2 separate regions of the Canis lupus genome follow, and region 1 is linked to region 2. Evidence: chromatin contacts called from public Hi-C data. All regions are on one chromosome and are shown on one strand. The core of a region is the stretch at or near the end of the contact, and the rest is flanking DNA. Distances in the headings are between cores, read along the strand shown.

Region 1 (6,705 bases), core at 251-2,750, 110 kb after region 2:
TGAAAACATATGTCCATACAAAAACATGAAGGTTCCTAGTGACATAACACATAACAACCAAAAAGGTAGAAATAACCCAAATGTTCATCAGCTGCTAAAGGGATAAATAAAATGTGGCACATCCATTCAATGGGATATTACTCAGCCATAAAAAGGAAGAAAGTAGCAACATATGCCACAACATGGATGAATCTGGGAAAACATTCCACTAAGTGAAAGACATCTTTTTTTTTATTTTTATTTATTTATGATAGTCAGAGAGAGAGAGAGAGAGAGAGAGAGAGAGAGAGAGAGAGGCGGAGACACAGGCAGAGGGAGAAGCAAGCTCCATGCACCGGGAGCCTAACATGGGATTCGATCCCGGGTCTCCAGGATCGCGCCCTGGGCCAAAGGCAGGTGCCAAATCGCTGCGCCACCCAGGGATCCCAAGTGAAAGACATCTATTGCAAAATGCCACATATTCTGTGGGGAATGTCCAAAAGAGGTGAATCAGTACAGACAAAGTAGAGTAGCAGTTTCCAGGGGCTGGGGACAGGGACAGAGGATGCTAATGGATATGGAGTTGTTTTTGGGAGTGATAAAAATGAAGTTTCCAGAATCAAATAGTGGTGATGGTTGCACAACTCTGAAAATACACTAAAACCACTGAGTAAGAGTGAATATTTATAGTATGAATTATTTCTCAATTAAAAAAATGAGACAATGTATGTAGATCCTTGAATATTACCTGACACATAAGTGATGTTCAGTGAGTGTTTATTTCCCTCCTTCCTTTCCTTCCTCCTTTTTCTTTCCTTCCTTCCTTCCTTCCTTCCTTCTTTCTTTCTTTCTTTCTTTCTTTCTTTCTTTCTTTCTTTCTTTCTTTCTTTCTTTCTTTCTTTCTTTCTTTCTTTCTTTCTTCTTCCACTCTACTCTGTAAGAGGTCAATCTGGACTGCTTGCCTCTGAGAGTCTTTGCCAGGTGACATCAGCTTTTTGGACTGAGACGTCAAGTTCATAATTTCAATTTCCAGAAAGCCTGATATCTCTTTGGCCTCAGACTCACTTTCATGATTTACAGGCAAATCTCAGATCATCAGAGCTGGAAATCACTCAAACCAAATCGCTCAAAGCTCCTGTGGATTGTCCACCCCTCAGCCAGCATGTCTAGAGGCACTGCACCCAGAGGTGTGAGGAGCCTGGACCAGTCCCAGAACCAAGCTCCCACCTCGCCCCTGAGTGTCTGCATTCAATCCCCTTTGTGTCTTTCTTCTTCTGCCTCTCTGCCTCCTCTGCCAGGACCCCTCGTGGCACTGTCCAGAAGTGGTACAGGAGGTATGATGAGGGGCCAAACAACACTAGAAGAGTAGTGGGGTCTGTGTCTTTGAAAATGTGTGTGTAGTGACCCAAAAGAAAAATAGTGTCACGGAAAAACTGGCAACCTTCCCTCACTGACGGCTGAGGAAGTAAGCCTGCCGTTCCGTTGGGAAAACACTCTGAGGGCCCTGCTGTTCAGCGTCCCAGACATCCCGTCCTCATCAGGAAGGGAAGGGTTGGAAACAAAGACCTCATTTCTTGATGTAACAGAGTGGAAAGGGAACTTGCTTGCTGGAGATGACTTTTACTAGAGAGGCATTTTTGGTTTCCGTTGGTGGGAGTAAGGACCAGGGGAGGGACCCAAGGAAAGGAACAAAGGAGACACGGAGGAAGGGACTAAGTTCAGAGGATAAAGCCCACAATGTGGGGGCAGGTGGGGTCCAGACTGAGACTGGCCCGGGAATGAGCCCTGATATATATCGTGCAGCTGCCTTCTGTCCTGTATGGAGCCTCCTGACCCCTACGCAAAGCAAGTGACAGCACACCTAAGAGGCTGTGGAGTGGGGCATGCCAGGGCAGGGGGCGGGGGGGGGGGGGGGGGGGAGTGATGGAGGGAAAAGCGCAGAGCAGCATTTCAAACGGAAAAGTGAAAAAGCCCCTCGAAGAAAGTCACATCTTGGGAATCCTAACCCTGGGAAGTGGTGATACTTCTGTCATCTGTGTTGGGATGGGGTCAGAGTCAAACAAAGGTAATAACCTCAGGGGGCTGGTGAACACAGCACTGATAGGTGCTGGAGCCTTCTGAAATTTCAGAGGCCATCTGGAATTCTGAAAGCTAGAGTACGAAATGGTATGTGTGGCCCTTCCCCTCCCCCCCCCCACTCCCAGTTCCCATGAGCTACAAATGCCTCTTTGCTGCTGGCTTTATTCCGGTCTCCTCCCGTGGGGACCTGATATTGCCCTTCCTCTCCCCCCTACAGACTCCCATCTCTTCCCACAGTGGTTCCAACACGCATAACAACACTGGCACATCCCACGGGATGCTTGCTGCCTGCCGGCTGGATGCCATGGCTGTTGTAGCTCCAGACAGGACTCTGTTTGCTTTTGCAGAAATACCTTTGGGGCTTGGCATGATTAGATGAACAAATTCAATCTGTAGTTCCCATCTCCAGATGTATCCAAAGAGCTGGAGGGAGAAGTTCCCATGTACTTCGAGAAGTACTTCCTTCCCACCCTACCCCTGGGACTTCAGGTGTACCTGGACTTCAGGTGTGGCAGGAGGGGGATCATCTCCTCCTTTCTGGGGACAGGTGATAGGGACAGCTAGTACGGACAGTACTGGTGCATCCTCTGAAAGCTTCTGTCCCCTGAGGGCCGCCCTGACTTCCATCAGCCTCAAAGAAGAATAGACACCACCAAGTACCTGTTTCTACTACAGCCTCTATGTTCCTAAGCCAAGTATGGTCCTCAGCTCTCCACACTTCTAAAATTCTGTGTATGTATCTCCAACTATTAGTTTGGGGACATTGAGAATCTTGAGCCCTGGGGCATCTTTGCAGAAAAAGTGCATCAGCCCTATCGTCTTAGCCTAGCTAGATATCCCAGATGAGGTGAATGATCCCTCCCACTCGGCCAGCCTGGATCGTGCTGCATCACTGATGTGAAGGCAACATAGCAGAGTGGTTAGAACGTGCACTTTGGTGTCAGTCTATATGAGTTTTTTTTTTTAAAGATTTTAAAAAGTTATTTGAGAGAGAGAGAGAGAGAATGAGCAGGAGGGAGAGGAAGAAGCAGGCTCCCTACTGAGTGTGGAGCCCAATGCAGGGCTCAATCCCAGGACCCTGAGATCATGACCTGGGCTGAAGGCAGAGGCTTAATCAACTGAACCACCCAGGGGCCCCAGTCTATGTGAGTTTAAACCCCAGCTCTATTGGGCTTAGACAGGGTAACCTTGGGAAGCTTCCTTAAACACATATGCCTCGTTTTGGTCTATAAAACAGAGATTGTGGCACAGATCTTCCAGCTTCTGATGAGGGTTAGATGTCTTAATCTATGATGCCTGCCCCATATGCGACGTGACCAGCCTCCCTCCCCTGCGGGCTCTTCAACCGCACTCAATTCTGTTTGGCTGGCCCCCACGAACCTTCCTGAGAGGCGACTTTATCTTGCCATGCCCTCCCACACACCTAGAGGGGCTCTGAGCCATCATAAACATCATTTTATCAAATCCAGTGAAAGGCCCTCTTCTGGGCTCTCAGGACCCTCCAGGATCTGTCCCTAACAGTCCAGCCTTATTTCCAACCATTCCCCATGGGACCCTCCAACCAATCTGACCAGCCTCTCTATTCTCTTCAAAGTTCCTCACTCGTGCCAAGACTGTACATGGCCCTTCCTCCATCTCCTCAAGCCTTCCGCACCCTAGAGGGTCAAATGCAAGAACTTCCCCCTCCCCCCGAAGTCCTGCCTGACTAAGCAAAAATTCTCTGCCACCCACGAGCTGATTAGTCACCCACAGAATTCTGTCTCTGTGGTTTTCTATTTTCCTGTACTTGCAAATGATCTTACCTCCAACATAAGAGCTCTTGGTGGGCAACTGGCTGCTGGCTGGACAGATGGACAGCCATGGGTCTTGGAAGGCTCCTAAGGGCTGAGGACACAGGCAGAGACAGCAGTGAGCCCCTGATTGCCCCCTGGGTCCCTATGGAACTTGGTGGAGGGAGAAGCCATTCTTAGCCAGCCCTGGGCTTTGGGAAGGAGCAGGATGGATGCTCCCTCTGCAGCCAGCAGCCTCCTCCACATCCCACAGGGCTTGACATAACAGCCAAGTAGTGAGTAGTCCACTAGTCAAGGGTCTGAGGTTCCAACACTGGCCCCCACTTTTAGTAAGGGGGTAGCCTTTGCAAGCTCGTCTCTCTCGGTGCCTCAGTTTCACTACCTGCTTTAAAAGGGAAATAGAAACAATCCCTGCCTCTCCTGGTGGCGCAGATTCAATGAATTAATGGCACGTTGCTTCCAAGAGCGCTCAGCTCTCAGCTACTCTTGTTGGACGCTGCGTCCATCCCTGTGGCCTACAGGTTTGGACTGTGTTCGCTGGAGGGAAAACACAGGCTCGAATCCGTGTCTGCGACTCCTAGCTCGGTGCTGAGGCACGCAGTGTCCCCTTCTGGGCACCTGTTTGCGCGTCTGCAGGATGAAGAAACTGGCGTCCCTGATGCAAGGTTGAGGTAGGAGGTAACGTGGACATACGTGGGGCATACGTGGGGCTCACGAGTGTGCTCCCATCCTCTCTCCGGCAAGTCTCCCTTTTCTGCCTGCCGGAGACACCTGGGAGATGCCCAGGAGGCAAAAGATGCAGGAAAAATGCAACTTGGGGTCTTTAGAGGTTGACGTGGGCCTGCTGCCATCTGCTGGATGGATTAGGAATGGCACGTCTCCTGCTCTCTGGTGCCACCGTGTGGCGGAAGGGGTGTGTAACGGGCCGCGGAACCCGTGGGCTTGGGCTCTGCCTGGGCCCTGCTCCTCCCCACACCTGCAGCGATAGGCCTCGGCCGCCCCCCCTTCTTTCATTCTCTCCGTGTTTGCTACACAGCAACTTGCACGAACTGCCGGGAAAAGGTAAAGGAGACGGAAGCCATCTGGCAGAGAGGGGTGGTGCTCACCCTTCAGTCCACCTAAGAAGTACCTGGGAAACTTTATTATTACTTTTTTTAAGTCAAATTTACTGGTGTGCAATCTATTCACAAACAATACAACGGATGGCTTTTAAACGTACATCTTGATGAACTGTGACAAACGTCTATGCCCATGGATCCAAAGCCCCAGTCAAAATACAGAACATTAGCACTACCCCAGAAAGTTTCCTCCTGGCCCTTGGTAGTGTGAGTAAATGCGAAGATCCAATTGGCTTCGTTACGCAGCATCCCGCCTCGCAGGTAGAGAGACGCTTGGAGTTGTACAAAATGAAAATTTCCCTCCCTTTACAGGGAGGAGGGTGGGGCAAGAGTTTATTAGCAAGAGAAAAGAAAAGATTGCTACACGTTTTGGGGAGAAGGGAAAGGCAGGGTTTTTGTTTAATGTGGATTATTAGGTTTTTCATGTAGATTATGTAGATACTATGTAGACTTCGTGTAAATTATGCAGCTGTGTAGATCATGTAGCTTTTTAGATTTTGTACGCAGGTTGCTTCACCAGATTTTTATGCAGATTCCTGCAGATTACTTATTCCATTAAGTGCAGGCGAGGAAATTTCAGATTGCAGGTTAAATGGTCACCTTGCTGGGATGGGTTGAAATTGTATTTAAGTCTCGGTTTGCTCTATAGGGGGGCAAATCTCTCTATTTTGGATTTGTTCCTTCTACCCCAGGCAATCTCTGATCTGGTTTCTCTTACCAGAGTTCAGGTTTGGCTCCTCCAGGACTTTATGTAAGTGGCATTGAGCAATGTGTATTCTTTTGTGTCCGCCTTCTTTGGCACCACAAAGTGTTTTGAGATTCATCCATGCTTTTATATATATCAGTAGTTTGTTTCTTTTTATTGTTAAATGGCGCTCAAATGTAGAAATATAAAAATAGTTTATCCCCTCTCTTGTTGATAGACATTTGGGTTTCCAATTTCATACATGCTATGGTGCATAAGATTGCAGGAACATTTCTGAACAGGTCTTTTGTGTGGACTAATGTTTTTACTTATCTTGGGTAAATTTCTAGAAGTGGAATTGATGGGTCATCGGGGTAGATGCAAGTTTAACTTTATAAGAAACTGACAAGGGCACCTTTGTGAGGCGCAGTGGGTCCGGATCCCAGGGCCCTGGGCCAACCTCAGGCTCCTGGCTCAGCGCGGGTCTGCTTTTCCCTTGTCCTCTGTCGCCCCCTCCCCACCCTCTACCGGGCCAGGTCTGCCTGTCTCTCTTAAATAAATAAATATAATCTTTTCTTTTTTTAAAGTAAGAAACTGACAAACTGTTTTCCAAAACTTTACTCAATTTTACACCTCCAAGATGAGTATTCTGGTTTTCCAATACTTTCCAGTGATTGAGATTTCTTTTTTCTTTTCTTTTCTTTTCTTTTCTTTTCTTTTCTTTTCTTTTCTTTTCTTTTCTTTTCTTTTCCTTTTCTTTTCTTTTCTTTTCCTTTTCTTTTCTTTTCTTTTTTCTCTTTTCCTTTCCTTTCTTTTCTCTCTTCTTTTCACTTTTTGCCATTTTAATATGTGATATATCATATTTTGGGTTGAATGTGCAATTCTTGAATGGTTAATGATGTTGAGCATCTTTCCAGGCGCTTATTGATCATTTGTATATGTTTTTGAGGAGTGACTATGTAAGTTTTTGCCCATTTTAAAAAAGATTTTATGTATTTATTCATGAGCCACAGAGAGAGGCAGAGACATAGGGAGAGGGAGGAGAAGCAGGCTC
Region 2 (7,348 bases), core at 1,112-3,611:
CCCAAGTGAGTCTGAAAGCCCTAGGGCTACATTTTTTTAAAAAAGATTTTATTTATTTATTCATGAGAGACACGCAGAGAGAGGCAGAGGGACAAGTAGGCTCCATGCAGGGAGCCCGACGCGGGACTCGACCCCAGGACCTCAGGATTATGACCTAAGCCAAAGGCAGACAGACAGTCAACCACTGAGCCACCCAGGCGCCCCTAGGGCTACATGGTTACAGTCAGTACTGTTACCTCCCTTCTCCCCCCAGCCTGCTAAAATGACAGTAAAGGAATACAGAAGCATCAGTCTGCAAGGACAAAGAGACTAACAGAGCAGCAACAGTGGATCAGTGATTTCTAGGACTTCAGGTACTTTTTGGGTGGCAGGCAGCAGCTGGTGGGATCAATGGGAACACAAGCAGAGCAGCCGATAGCTGTGGTCCTTGCTGGAGGTGTGTTCTCAGAGGTGGCTACGCACAGAGCTCAGATGATCAGATGGTCTCAGAGTCTACTGTCCATCCCATCTCCGTGACAAATTCTCAGTACAACCTTGAGTAAGTCCATTTCTTCCTCCCGAGACTCCTCTTTTCCCATCTGTAACATGTAGAGACCGTACTGGATACGTGATTCTTCTGGTGCCTGAATTTCCTGGAGTTTTTTTTTCCCCCTCAACATGTATAGGCACATAAGTTTTGATTCTGATTCTGAAATGGGGCTAAGGCATTAGCATTTTTTCAAACGCTCTCCCAGGAAGCTTTAAAAGCCTGCGCTGCTTATGGTCTTTGAGGACCCATTCAACTCTGATATGCCGGGACTCTCTCCTGCCCAGGTGTTAGTTTGGAGAATACACTGGGCTGGGCTGGGGGAGGCAGCAGGGATATAAGATTTTCTGGTGGGACATCTAGGTCACAGGGGGCTTTGAAAGAGTCTGAGTGCTCATTTGCTGGGGACAGCAGAAGTCTCTAAAGGGGGACGGTGGTATTTGAAAAGGATAGAAAGCCCACAGAGGGAGACAGTAAGGAGGACCTTGCAGGTGGAGGTCACAGCGGGAACAAAATCCTAACGGTAGGAAAGCTTGTGGCATGTTCAGGGAATTGCAAATATTCAAATTTGGAGACCTAGCACGAGGAGCCGTGAAAGTCCAGGTGCGCACCCTGTGCTTCATCCAGTTGACAATGGGGAGCCATGCAGACCTTTGAGCTGGAGAGTGCATGACCAAAGTAGATCAGTCTTGTCAACCTCTATGGTTTATAATGCCTGACGATTCTAATACACAGGTTCGGCCCAGCTACCTTTGCTGGAGCACCTACTACGATGTTCTCCATGCCAAGCACTACTCACAATGTCCTCATGACACGGCCGCTCCGTAGCTGTACAGCCACATCCTCTTTCCCACCATTTCCCCACCCAATTCACTTTCTTTACTCCTCTGGCATCTCTGAATGAGCATGCTCCTTCCATGCCTCCCTGCCCATATACAAGCCCCTAACTCTGGTGGCATGTCCTTCCCACCTCAGCCCTTCTGCAGAAGGCTCTGCTTGAAGAGCATTCCCCCAGGAGACCTCTCAGATGGTCCTGGGCAGCTCCTGGTCCTCCCCAGTCCCCTCCAGATGGCACATCCACTGCTGACCTTACACTGTGCAGCTTTTACTAGTTAACCTGTGAATTGAAGGGCAGCGGCTCGAGATTGGGCACTGCCTCGTAATGGCAGCTGTCTTTCCTGGGGCTCCCTGAGGATCCAGAGCAGAGCAAGCTGTTGAGAAGTAGAGTGATTGAAAAAATAGCAAGAGCAATGATCTGGGCTGGGCAATTGACCTAGTGGCTCTCATTTAACTTCCATCGTGGTGTCTCTTTGGGACATGCGTCACTATTTCCGTCTTGCAGTCTATGTGACTGGGGCTACATGAGTTTGTGCAACCGCTGATCTGCAGACCTGGGATAGAGCACAGGTGTGCCTCAGCCCTGGTCCTCCTCTCCATCATGTTCAGGGCCAGCAGCTCCAGCCTAGGACGGAAATGGGTGGGGTCAGAGGAGCCACAGGCAACTTTCTTTCCCTCACCTATCTCCTCTTCCCACTCAACCGGGACAACTCCTACTCATTCTCTCAAGATTTTTATCTGCTACTGCACTCGGGGGAAGTTTCCTCATCCCTCTCACACCACCCAGGAAAGATGGGGGAAGGAGTGTTCCATGTGGTCATTTGGCGTAATTATCTCTCCTCCCTGTGACTCCCCCACCTCTGCACCAGGGTCTGGGAAACCCCACTCAAGTCTTCTAATAAAAGCTCCGGGCACTTCAAGATGGGCCAGGGACAAGCTCTTCGCTTCACCAGACACATCGAGACCACGGCAAGGAGGTCTGAGCTAGACTGCACAGAATGAAGCTTATCACCGTGGCCCTGGCGTGCCTGCTGCTGGCTGGAATGTGGCTGCATGATGTGGACGGCAGGAGCAGTGAGTGTGGCTGGAGTCACCTTGCTCCTCTGTGGGGAGGGCAGAAACCCAGGCAGGCACTCTGGGCTTGCGGGCAGGGCTCTCCCTGAACTCAATGCCTGTGTCTCGCCTCCTCTGGGAAGAAGTCCTCCTAAGGAGGGTGAATGGACAACTTGGCTGGGGTGGGGATGGGGGAGAAGGTGTCTGGGCAAGCACAGTGGCTGAGCTGCTAGCTGCAGCAAATGGAGGCCCTGCCTCATCCAGGGAGCTCTGAAGCTCTTGAGGCCAAACTGGGAGACCTGAGGTACAGAGGAGGGGGCTGGGTGCTGTCTCCTCCTGGTAACAGATAAGAGGTAGAGCCTGAAGTCAGGACTGGGCTAGTCACTGTGGGGCAAGTGTTGGGCCAGTGACTTGGACAAGTCACTTTAGCTCTCAAACTGTGCATTCTCTGTCGATAAAATGGGGTGGATAGTGCCTGACCTCAGGGCTTTCGAGAGAAGACTGACCTAATTCCAGGCACGTGAAAGATGTTGTGTCAACAGTAAAACTAAGAGGAAGGAAAAAAACAAAACTAGGAGGAAGGAACCAGGATTGGCATTCGAATCACTTGGGGGTGGGTTGTAGGAGAGAGTGTGCAAACCGGCAGGGAGGGCACCGGAACCCAGACAGAGCTGTGGGCCTCGGTAGAGGGCATTCTAGACAGAGGGTGGAAAGCCTTTGAGTTCTGGAGGCTCTTTCCCTGTCATTCCATCAATTGGAACTCCTTGATTAGTTCCAATTACTCCAAGGATTAGTTCCTAATCCTGCCCCAAAGCCACAGACCACCATTGTCCTGCACACACCAGACTCACTGGGCCCCCAGAGTGTGGGGTCCAGAGCCCTTGAACCCAAATATTGGACCAAAACCGTGCACTCGTGGTGGGATGTCAGAACTGGAAGCCCCTTTAGAAATAAAAGGTCCTGTTTGACAGATGGGAGGTCTGGGGCCCAGGTGAGGGCTCACCTTGATCAAGGCCACACGGCTGGTTTGTGGGGAGCTGAGCCCCAGAATTCCAACCCTCCGCCCACATACAGAACTAGGTGACTGGGCTGGATGCGGTCTCCATGCCCCGGAGACTGTCCCAGAGAGGGTTTTTTTTTTTTTTTCTTTTTTCTTTTTTCTTTTTTCAGCCAGTTGGATGAGAGGAACGAAGTCCAGGTTAAGAAACAGATGCAAACCATTTCTGTGTTTCTCTTCTAGTGCACGTGTCGTCCTCCAACTGTTGCTTCAACTTTTCAGAGAAGAGGATCGCCCCGCAGAGAATCCGGTGTTACAAACACACCAGCTCCACCTGCTCCCGGAGGGGTCTAATGTGAGTGTCCCTACCCTGGTCAATTCCTGAGCCCCCTCCTCCAGAGCGCAGGAGCCAGCCCGCCTGGACTTACAACGGCAGACGCTAGATGGCGATGCTCCCCCAGGTTCAGGTTTCTAAACCCGCGCAGAGGCCCCAAAATCCGGGTGCAGAGCCCCGCATGGACTCTGGGGTGAGCGCAGCGCTGCTTAGCAGGTGCGGGAAGGGTGCCCCCCCATGCTCCTGCAGTGACCTGTGTTTCTTGGAACCCCAAGGCGCCAAGTATTATATCCTAATATTTCATGCCCAGAAGGAATTGCTTAAAACATCTAGGAATTACTGTGTAGTGGGAAGAGTAAGGGGGCTCACAATTAGTTCCTGCTTCCGGATGTGCCAACCTATAGTCTTGGGTGACCTCGGGCAGGTAATTCTTTTGCACCTGGGTTATCTGAGTACTCCTCTGCAATCCTTATCCGTGGAGTGGAGTGAAGATGATGATGGCTGCATCACGGGGGCATTACAAAATTAGACCGAGGTGGCTTACCATCACGACTCAGTATCTATAAAGCATTCGCGTATATTATCTTGGCTAACCCTCCTGGGGCACACATTTTCATTATCATGAACACTGAAGTTCAGGGAAGTAGGCAGATTTGTCTGAGGTCACCTGGATAATTAAAGTTAGAATTGGTTTATAGTTTGGTTGGACAGAAGCCAAGTTGAAGAGGTGAGGAGTTCAGAAAATAAATACACACACACACACACACACACACACACACACACACACACACTGACAATGAATCTAAAGCAATGACGGAGGGTTCCAGATGGACACAGACACATGAAAAGATGGGTCAAGCCCCCTCAGAGATATTCTAGGGGGAATTTCCATACTAGCTAATCCTCAGAGTGTCTGCAGGCTTTACCCTACCCTAATACAATGAGTCACACTCTCCAGAAAAGGGAGAAACTCAATTCACCAAGCTCTTCTTGAAGCTTGGGTGTTCCTTCCAGCGTGCCAGCTGCAGGTCTTCTGCAACAAAGTCACTTTACAGGCCCAGAGTGAGCAGTTAGGGGGCTATCCAGCAGCGAGGTGGGGGAGATGGGACTTGTGTGTGGCACCCAGGGGGACAAATCACATGACTCAGCTCCTACTTTGTTCTTTGTCCACAGACTCAAGATGAAGAAAGGTAGAGAGACATGCGTCTTACAGACAGCCCAATGGATTAAGGATTATTTTAAAACTATGAAACCATGCCTGCTGATGTGAACGCAAGAGGATTTCTTTCCACCCTGGACTCTGAAGATGGTGTGGCTTCAACTGCCCCCCCCAAGCCCCCCCCCCTCAGCCCATGCCCGTCCTTCCACCCAGCTTTGCCAGGTCATGGAAGGTCTGCTTAGTCCTGATAAGCTATGTTGTTGCACTTTATATATTTAAATGCTATAAACTTCCATTCCTGCCTCCCTGGGCTTCTTGGATCCCACAGGATTTCAGGGTACAAACTTGATTGGCATTGAGAAGCTGGAGTAGGGGGCTGGGGGGTTGGGGTTGGGGAAAGACAAGTTGGAACTGTTGCCAAAAGAACAACAAGAGCCAATAAATGGCATACACGTCTCAGCTGACTGACTTTGTCTTTGGGACGGGCAGGGGACATTGAATCAGGGTCATGATGTAGATTCTTTGCTTCCCTTGGCAGCAGGGGAAGGCATGGTGAAGCAGGAAGCGGGAACCCCGGGTTGGAGTCCCAAAGGTCACAGCTGCCCTAGATGGAGGGGATCTAGTGAGGTCATTTGCCCGTAAAATGTTGCTGGTCCCATCTTAGAGATGAGGTGGACTGGTGGAGAGGGACAGAGACAGGCCTCAGGATACAGAGCAAGTCAGTGTCAGATTGGGTATTGGAGCCCAGGGCTCCTGCCTCCCAGGCCAGAACTCTCTCCTGTGTCCCGAGTTGCCAAGTGACTGCCTGACACGGCGCAGTAGGGGAACCCTCTGTCCTTCAGGGCAGATCCTGCAGAATTGGTTAGCAGGACCTCCTCTGGGGGGTGGCTGGGGATGTCCAGGCCTGAGTAGATCTTAGGTCTTACAGAGATGCCAGCACAGCTCACCTGGAGGTGGGAGACAGTCTCGGGGAAAGCCAACGTCTGGGAAGTGGAGGTCCCATCCCCATGAAAGGGGTAATCTCAAGCTCAGACTTGTGTACCTGGGCGCTCAGAGAGAACAGCAAGGGAGGGAAGTGGCTTCCGGGTCTCAGGATTGGCACCTTTTTGAAGGCCAGCTCAGTGGCTTTAGGGGAGAAGTTCTCATGTCCTGTGCTAAGTAAGATAGGCTTCTCCCATTTCCCCAGCATTGCACCGGTCACAGATCTGGTCCATTCTTCTGAAACTGCCTCCTCCCTTCTGCCCCGACGACTGCCCTGCTTCCTGCTCTTCCCTCTTGCTGGGGCCTTTGGAGGGCAGCTCACTGCTCCCAGCTCTCCCTTGCCAGCTCCATCCTGCCCACGGCCAGAAGCCACTCTGCCTGGCATGCCGCCGCCCTCCACCCTCCGACGGTCCCTCCCTCCTGCCTTCGGAACTGACTCCAAACTCTGCACATTGATATTCCACTTCCTCTATCACCACCACCTCCCTCCACCTTCCTTCCTAAACGACTACCTTTTCTGTTCCAGAACCCAAACTCTGACCATACAGGGATAGTCTCTCCCGGCCCTCTCCCTTTCCATCCTGTGCCTCCTCTAGAAGAATCCTTGCTATGACTGTGCTCGGCATCCTCCAGGGTGGATGCTGATGAGAACCATGTCATCTGGTTTCCCCTGGAGGTCAGGTGCGAGTAGTGTCTGTATGCCTCCAAGGACTGCTTGGAACGGGGAGGCAGAGACCAGTGAGAAGCTGGGCGGCTGAGTCAGGCCCTCTACGACAGTCAGATAAGCCCAGGTCAGCCACCAGCCACTGTGAGGTCCTCCCCACTGCTGCGGTCCTCCAGCGCCCTGTGCCCCTCGGAGCGCCCCCTACTGGCTGAGTAAGAAAACACCACCACGAGAGATTTCAAACAAGATGTATTTTCTGCAAAAAGTCAACAATCTTACGAATAGCATTCTCCTTTCTGTAATAACATACTTAGCTGCACCTCACATTCACCTCCCCTCCCCAGATGGCAGTAGCCCTTCATTGCCAGGATTTGTAGGCACGAGCATCAGCTGGGGAGTTAGGCAGGAGACAGACCTGCTGCCTGCAGCTTACAAGGGTCGGAACTGGGGCTTATGGTAGAAAGCAACTGGCTCAAGGCCTTGCTTTAGAAAAAAGGTCACCAATATTCGAAATAAACCCCCAAATCCGCAACAGTTCAAATAACGTTAAATATTACTTAAGACATAGTACCTTTTTGCATCACAACACAGAAAGCACCCCATTTGAAACTATAGTCAAACTAGTCCAGGGTATAGCTGGAGAGGAGGAAGGAGAATAAACAGGGGTTCCTTTCTCATGCTTTGCTCGGGTCTTAGCATGGCCGGAAGAGTTCAAGTCTTCGGCGTTTGAGTTCTTTGATCCAGGTGTTTCACATAATCCTGGACCCATTTCTCCTTTGGGTCGGCACAGATAGCCT

What was found. Hi-C and Micro-C count contacts between places; a contact is called where the count stands out from the background.
Region 1: a Hi-C map of skin fibroblasts shows a contact between it and region 2, with 4 times the contacts expected there. The contact joins the enhancer-like site here to the promoter of CCL1 in region 2. A contact is called at or near these places in 4 of 9 Hi-C or Micro-C datasets (amygdala, blood and skin fibroblasts).

What each region holds. Positions count from the first base shown.
Region 1 is chr9:39,013,226-39,019,930 of UU_Cfam_GSD_1.0, forward strand. No RefSeq gene overlaps it. Among named protein-coding and RNA genes, the nearest start is that of ASIC2, 37 kb to the right of the region's middle. Within about 2 kb of position 1,501, at least 4 of the 20 cell types and tissues checked have an H3K27ac peak or open chromatin away from gene starts, as enhancers often do.
Region 2 is chr9:38,900,046-38,907,393 of UU_Cfam_GSD_1.0, forward strand. CCL1 (C-C motif chemokine ligand 1) reads left to right here and starts at 2,362. Exons shown (of 3, transcript NM_001005252.1): 1 at 2,362-2,437; 2 at 3,657-3,768; 3 at 4,921-5,017. The coding sequence starts at 2,362. The coding sequence ends at 5,017. It overlaps CCL13 (chemokine (C-C motif) ligand 13), which reads right to left. Exons shown (of 3, transcript NM_001003966.1): 3 at 7,263-7,348. The coding sequence ends at 7,263.